Linked DNA regions of Sus scrofa: region 2 is linked to region 1. Evidence: chromatin contacts called from public HiChIP or PLAC-seq data. All regions are on one chromosome and are shown on one strand. The core of a region is the stretch at or near the end of the contact, and the rest is flanking DNA. Distances in the headings are between cores, read along the strand shown. Region 1 holds the start of RFTN2 (raftlin-2). Region 2 overlaps PLCL1 (inactive phospholipase C-like protein 1).

Region 1 (3,156 bases), core at 242-2,741:
TAATATCCTATGCTTACTTCCATATTAGCAGCTACCAAATCAAATTGAAATTATCTGTTTATGTCTTCCACCTTAAGCCTTAAGTGTCTTTAGGGCAGAGGCCATGTTTAGTCAGCTTGTGTACCCAGACAGCATCTAATATTGTGCCTCCAATATAGCAGGCAGTTATTAAGTATAATGAGTACTTAATAAATAATCTCCCAGGCACGGCAACAGGGACAAGTGAACTTCAGATATTCTACTACTGCCATCCAGGAGCTCACAGCCCATCTTACAAAAGAGGACATGAAAAATGACAGCCATGAAAGCACTAGGAATAGTCAAATGAGTCACACGAGGTTAGCGTCTGCTGTCTTTTTAGCCAAATTTACCCAAAAATTCCTTACCACCAACCACACTCATCCTTGAGACTATGAAATTTTCCTCTGTTAAAAATATTTCTAAAAAGTAAACTATTTCGAGACGAGTAAGCAGAAGGAAGGGACAAGCGGTCACATCAATCTACAGACTAAATAATCTACCCCCCTTTGAGAGTTCTCATGTGACCTCGTCTATATAACCAAAATATCTCTTCAGGCTTGTGTTTAAAAATCTGAAATGTGATCAAGGTTTATTTTGTGAATAACAGGAATGGTGGCAGAACCATTTCCTTTTTATTACTACTCTCAACTCTGTTTTATAATGTTAGCACATTAACAAATTAATGGTATTCACCAGGCGTACTGTTAAGATATGAGATAAGATTATCTCATTCGACCTTCATAACACGCTTATGAAGTAAGTACTATTATTAGCTCCATTTTATAGGGGAGGAAACTGAAACTTGAAGAGGTCCAGTAACTTGCCCAATATCACGTCTCTAGTTGGCACTAGAGGCAGGATTTGAATCCAGGAAGTCTGATTCCAGGGCTCCCAGTTTTGATGAGTGCACCATTCTACCTGACCTGTAAATAGTAAAGTACCCATTGCAGTAAATACCCATTACAATTATAAATTGTTCTTGACTTCAGGTAAATGGCAATTTCTAAGACTGAATGAATCAAATTGTCACTTTTGTTGTTGTTTTCTTTTAATTAAGGATGCTCTGGGACTTGTGGAAGTGTTTATTAGTTATTATCATAAACCTTCTAATAGTATTTTAAACTTAAAGAAGTTTAGGGAAACTAATTACCCCACATTACTCTCTCTCTCCTTTGTGATTAAATGAAGTCTTTTATTATAATATTTCATACAAACTTTTATATGTGGCAGTTTTAACTAGCATATGATTTTTCCAGCAAAAACGAAACTTCATGTGGAAAGAAATCCTGAAGAGAGCTATCTAAAAACTAAAAGTGGGTTGTTGTTTTTTTTAACTTTAACGTGTCTCCTTTTAGACTCCAGAAACAGTTTTCTCATAAAGCTGACTTCCTTTCTGGAAATGATTTTTGTTTCCAACCATGTTGAGAATCCATTTCTCTCTCCCTCTATTTCTCTCTCTCTCCCCCCCCCCCAACCCCTCTCTCTCTCTCTCTCTCTGTCTGTGTCTCCCTCTGTCTCTCTCTCTGTCTGTCTGTCTCTCTCTCTCCCTTCTTGCTTGGTAGTAACTAGGAAGAAGGAGGGGTGGGCACAGGAAAAAGGGAAAAGAGAAAACAGAAAAAGAATTGCATGCCACTATGTCTGAATATATCCTCTACTTGTAGATAATTCCATCTAATTTGCACTTTTGTCTTTTTATTTCCGTTTTTGGACACCTCCTTTATCATCCAGCCAACTGGGATAGACAAAGCACTGTTGGTGCCCTGAGCGACAGAACTCTGGTAGGGGGCTGGCTGTAAATTGACGTGGCATGGAAATTCTTCGCTAAGTTGTAGCAGCTTGCATGTTTCTCCTAAGAGCAAGCCCAGCCTCCCGGAGCTGTAGCTTAATCATCATGGGTTCAACGACTTTACAGAAAAATGGATAGAAGTCTTCTGCTCCTTTCTTTGGACTCAAATGTTTTCTTTTTGAATATCTATGATTTAGCTGAAAAAATCAAAGCAGTTAAGTCTGTAACTTTCTTTTTGCAGCTTAAACAACAGAATTTGCTGCTCTCCCTCCCCTATCCTGCAATTTAATTCCTTACAGATTTTGCCATGGGGTGCGGACTTAGAAAGCTAGAAGACCCTGATGATAGCAGCCCTGGAAAAATATTTTCTACCCTGAAGAGACCGCAAGTGGAAACAAAGGCAGAATTTGCTTACGAATATGTATTGCTGGATTTTACTTTACAAGGTACTTTTTGCTTCTTTTTATTTGTTTAATGAAAGATTTCAAAGATAAGGGACTACTGGTTTTTTTAAGTATTGGTTCGTGAATTTTTAAACTGCCCTTCATAATCAGATTGTACAGTCAATCTAACAGTAATGCTTTGTTTCTTCCACTCTGAAAGATTTTTGTTTTGTTTGCTTTGTTTTTTTGTAAATTTGGTTCTTATGTACTTTATAAAATTAGAAAAAGTTCTTGGAAATATGTCTTTCATTTTTAAATCAAGTGCTTATTTGTAGAAGGATATATGAAAAAGATTTGATTTCCAAGCCAAACAGCTATACCCTTAATGACAGTCTGTGTTTTGAAAAAAGATCTGCAAGGCACAAGAAGGTAGCATACAAGAAATATTACTTGCATCATGTAGACGAGTGTTTGCTAAGACAATTCCGAGGTTTCCAGCTATGGTTAAATGTTCTGATTGTGCTAGTCACTTGATATTTTTGACCAAACTAAACTTGAAGTTTGAAAATACAGTAAAAAAGAAAAAAGGGGGGAAAAAATAGTCTTCTGTAAGACACTTCCTTTGCTTGGTGCCTAACAGAGAAACTCCCTGTTCCAGAAAGTTGGAAACACAAATAAACAAGCCCAGATGGCAGCCCTGTGCAAGGAACAGAGGCAGCTCTACTTCACAAATACTTTGCCTCACTTCTTTGGGAAACTTCAGAGTTCTGTACAACCACAATGATAAAACTGCATTTTTTTAAAAGAGCAGAACTATGTCTTTAATTACAGGATACTAAGAATGAAATTTCGAGTGTCTTGCTTGCTGTTAGAATTTCCAGATGTCAGTATCTTAAGCTCTTATTACGAAGTTATACTTTTAATTCTAATAAGCCACAAATTTTATCAGTTAATAGAAGGCTTATA
Region 2 (3,177 bases), core at 119-2,618, 440 kb before region 1:
TAGTGAAGTAGAAAAATGGACTCAAGAGAGCTAAATAAATATATTGCTCAGGTTCAAACAGAAAATAAATAAGAAGGAAATAACTAGTAATTTTAGGAAACAGAAGCTTTTTCTTCACTTCATGATTTTTTTCTTTGTATTTAGTGCATTACATTGTATGTTGCACATGTCATGTAATAGATCTTAGAAGAAGAAGAAAGCTTCTGCAGAAAAGAAGAAAATAGCTTAAGACTTAATTTGGTTTAAAAAAGAAAAAAATCTTGTAATAGGACCTCTTGAATGTCCTAGGCATAAATACTGATTTAGCACTCAAACTTCGATGTCTGACCTATGTCTTCAATATGAGTACAGTGTTGGGAAAAATTGAATAATCTTAATCTGAGCCAAGTTTTCAGAAGACTGAAATACGAAAGTAATGATAGAAGATTCATGAGTAGAGAAAGGGTGGAGAAGATGATTGTTTTTCATTTTTAGGATCTCATTGTAAGCCCTAATAGATCAGATCCAAAAAAGAAGATTATAAATGAATCAATTCATTACAGGTACCCGCTGAATGTTTTAAAGAATGCTATTAATGTGAAAATTCATCAGTTAGTTCTCAGATCCAAGGATTCTGCTTCTCTTTGCAGGACTCAGAGACCCCTAAAAACCTCCCACCTTAGATGGCTGCCCCAGATGTTACACACAAGCTGAGCGGAACCAGCACTCCAGGAGTGATGAAGGAATTCATCTGGTTCTAAGGATCCCACATTTCTGTCATATAGTAACAATCTGCCCTATAGGCTGTGAACTGTAACCATGTTGCTATTCTAATAGGTGAAATTATAGTGTCACTTGCACTGTCAGACTACTTGGGTTCAAATCCACTGATTATTAGCTTTTGGGCATTGGGCAAGGTCATTAGATGCCTGTTTGCTTATCCATAAAATGGCTATGATAATTGTACCCATCTCTAGGTGTATTCTAAGATTAAGAGAGATAATACATATGAATCATCTAGAACAATGCCTGGCATACATGGTAAACTCTAATAATTGTTAACTATTACTGTTATTCTATAAAGGGAAAATTTAAAGCTTTCAGTAAATGCAATGTTTCACTGTCAAAAATGACAATGTTATAGATGTCTACTGTATTCTACCTTCCAAAATGTGAGGAAACATAAAGTACTTTGAAGTTTAACAAAGACAAGTTGACAAAGTCAGGGGGAATATACTGTTGAGAATAAAATTCAGGATTAATCGCCCATTGGCCTATGAAAAATCACCTAACGTTTAAAGTAAAAAAGAGAAACAATTGCACTGATGTGGGAATTTTCCTTGGCGAACCTCAGAATGCGTCATCCTCTCCCCTCCAAAAGTTGGACTTTCTTATTTGTAATTGAGAAGTTACAACATTGTTCAGTGTAAAACACGGAAGCATTGCTCACTATGGGAATAAAACATTTCAAACGGCTGTTTCATTTAAGCCAGATGAGAAACAAAAAATGAACTGAAATCATCTGTCACCCAAAGAAATTAATGACAAACATTATCTTTTGTGACAGACCTGTGTTATATTTCTGAAGATATCATAAGCTAGGTTTCTGCGAGGGTGCTCTCCGTTTAAGAAGCCATCTGTCTGCTTTGGGCAAATGACTGTGAGCATAATCCACTTACAGAAAATGTCAACAAAATTGCTTCAACACCAGTGAGCTGAATAATAGAAAACCCCCAAGCTAAACCTTAAAAATATGATTCAACTATGGAAGGCTTCATGAATTTAGGTGTGTGTGGTAAGACTGGTATCCTAAGAATTATCTTGCAGTCATTTTGACAAAAGCACCATTCAGTACAACAGTTAAGTCACCGCCTGTCAATTTTCCTGTTTCTGCTCTTTCTCTCCCATTATAGTGATCATCTGCCTCTATGTCAACAGATCTAACAAGAAAGGAAAGAAGAGTAACATCAACCTTTAGGAAGGTGACAAAGGTAATTAATTGTACTTCAAATTAAACTTTTGTAACAGTTGGTCATCATCACATACACACAGACCAAAAACAAACAAACAAACAAACAAAAAAAAAAAAGCTGTTTAAAATTTCCAATATATCAAATTAACTTTCTTTGTATAATTAAGAACGCTGAAATCCAACTTCATGAGTGCTGTAAGCCAAACACACAAAGGAGCTTCTATAGAAACCTCTGCTCCACCAACTCATACTATTTCCATTTCAAAAAGATTACTTACAGTGGCTTGAAAGATGTAGGATGCCCCAAACCCCAGAGCAGACAAAGGCTATATATAGAGATAATTACTAATATTAGAAGGATATTTTAAAAATTCATTCTGTAATTTGCTTGGTAAGGTTTCACTCTAAGAAATTACTCATTCTATTGCTTAAATTATTGGTTCCTTGATTCATCCAAAAATTAAATCTACAAAAAATCTGGAACAAGAGCATAGATACAATAATAAAAGTTCAAAAATCAGGGTAAACTGATCACAAAAACGGCTTCAGCTGCCTAATGGCCACAGTGCTGAGAATTGCAGTAAGCAAGTGGTTTGCTGTGACATCTGGTCCTGTATTGCACAGCTCCAGGGGCACCATTCATACTGCCTTCTATGTGCCTGTCATTACCTGCAGCCCAATGACAGCCATATTGCATCTGGTACAGACTTGTCCTTTTATCAAGGACATGTATTCTTTATCCTCTGCCAAATCATAATGCTTTTTAAAAGCCTGAAACTCTCCCCTTTAGAAGTGCATCATAGTGTGTACAGAACTGGCCTATTCAGTGGCTCTATAGGGACCCTTCACACTGGCCTTGCAGTGGCTAAATAGCTATTAGCAAGACATGATCAAAAAGGCAACTGCCTTGCACCCTCTCCACCCAATGGCTCATCTTTTTAATTACGAGGGTAAGGCAGCTATCATATGAAAGGGGCTACTTCTTATTAATAGTTAAATTGAGCAGCAGTCAACTCAGCCCCCTCCACAGTGAATGTCTGGAGATTTGGTCATTAATGAGGGATTCATTGTTGGTGACCCAAATCCAGCAGGGTATGTGGTTAAAGACCAGACTACTGTTACTCCAAGGAAATGTCAAGACCTGCTTTCCCTAATCTGTGACTTGCTCAAGTTTCAGATCTCAAACTCAAGCCATCCCCAATACCAAACTACTAGCAACACATTTT

What was found. HiChIP or PLAC-seq counts read pairs in DNA pulled down with a chosen protein or histone mark.
Region 2: an H3K27ac HiChIP or PLAC-seq map of alveolar macrophages shows a contact between it and region 1. The contact joins the enhancer-like site here to the promoter of RFTN2 in region 1.

Annotation. Positions count from the first base shown.
Region 1 is chr15:101,499,261-101,502,416 of Sscrofa11.1, reverse strand. RFTN2 (raftlin-2) reads left to right here and starts at 1,491. Exons shown (of 9, transcript XM_021075725.1): 1 at 1,491-2,253. The coding sequence starts at 2,115.
Region 2 is chr15:101,934,737-101,937,913 of Sscrofa11.1, reverse strand. The region is part of intron 5 of PLCL1 (inactive phospholipase C-like protein 1); the gene reads right to left. Among named protein-coding and RNA genes, the nearest start is that of PLCL1, 310 kb to the right of the region's middle. Within about 2 kb of position 1,368, at least 3 of the 83 cell types and tissues checked have an H3K27ac peak or open chromatin away from gene starts, as enhancers often do. A contact at or near this core is called in alveolar macrophages, where this site is marked.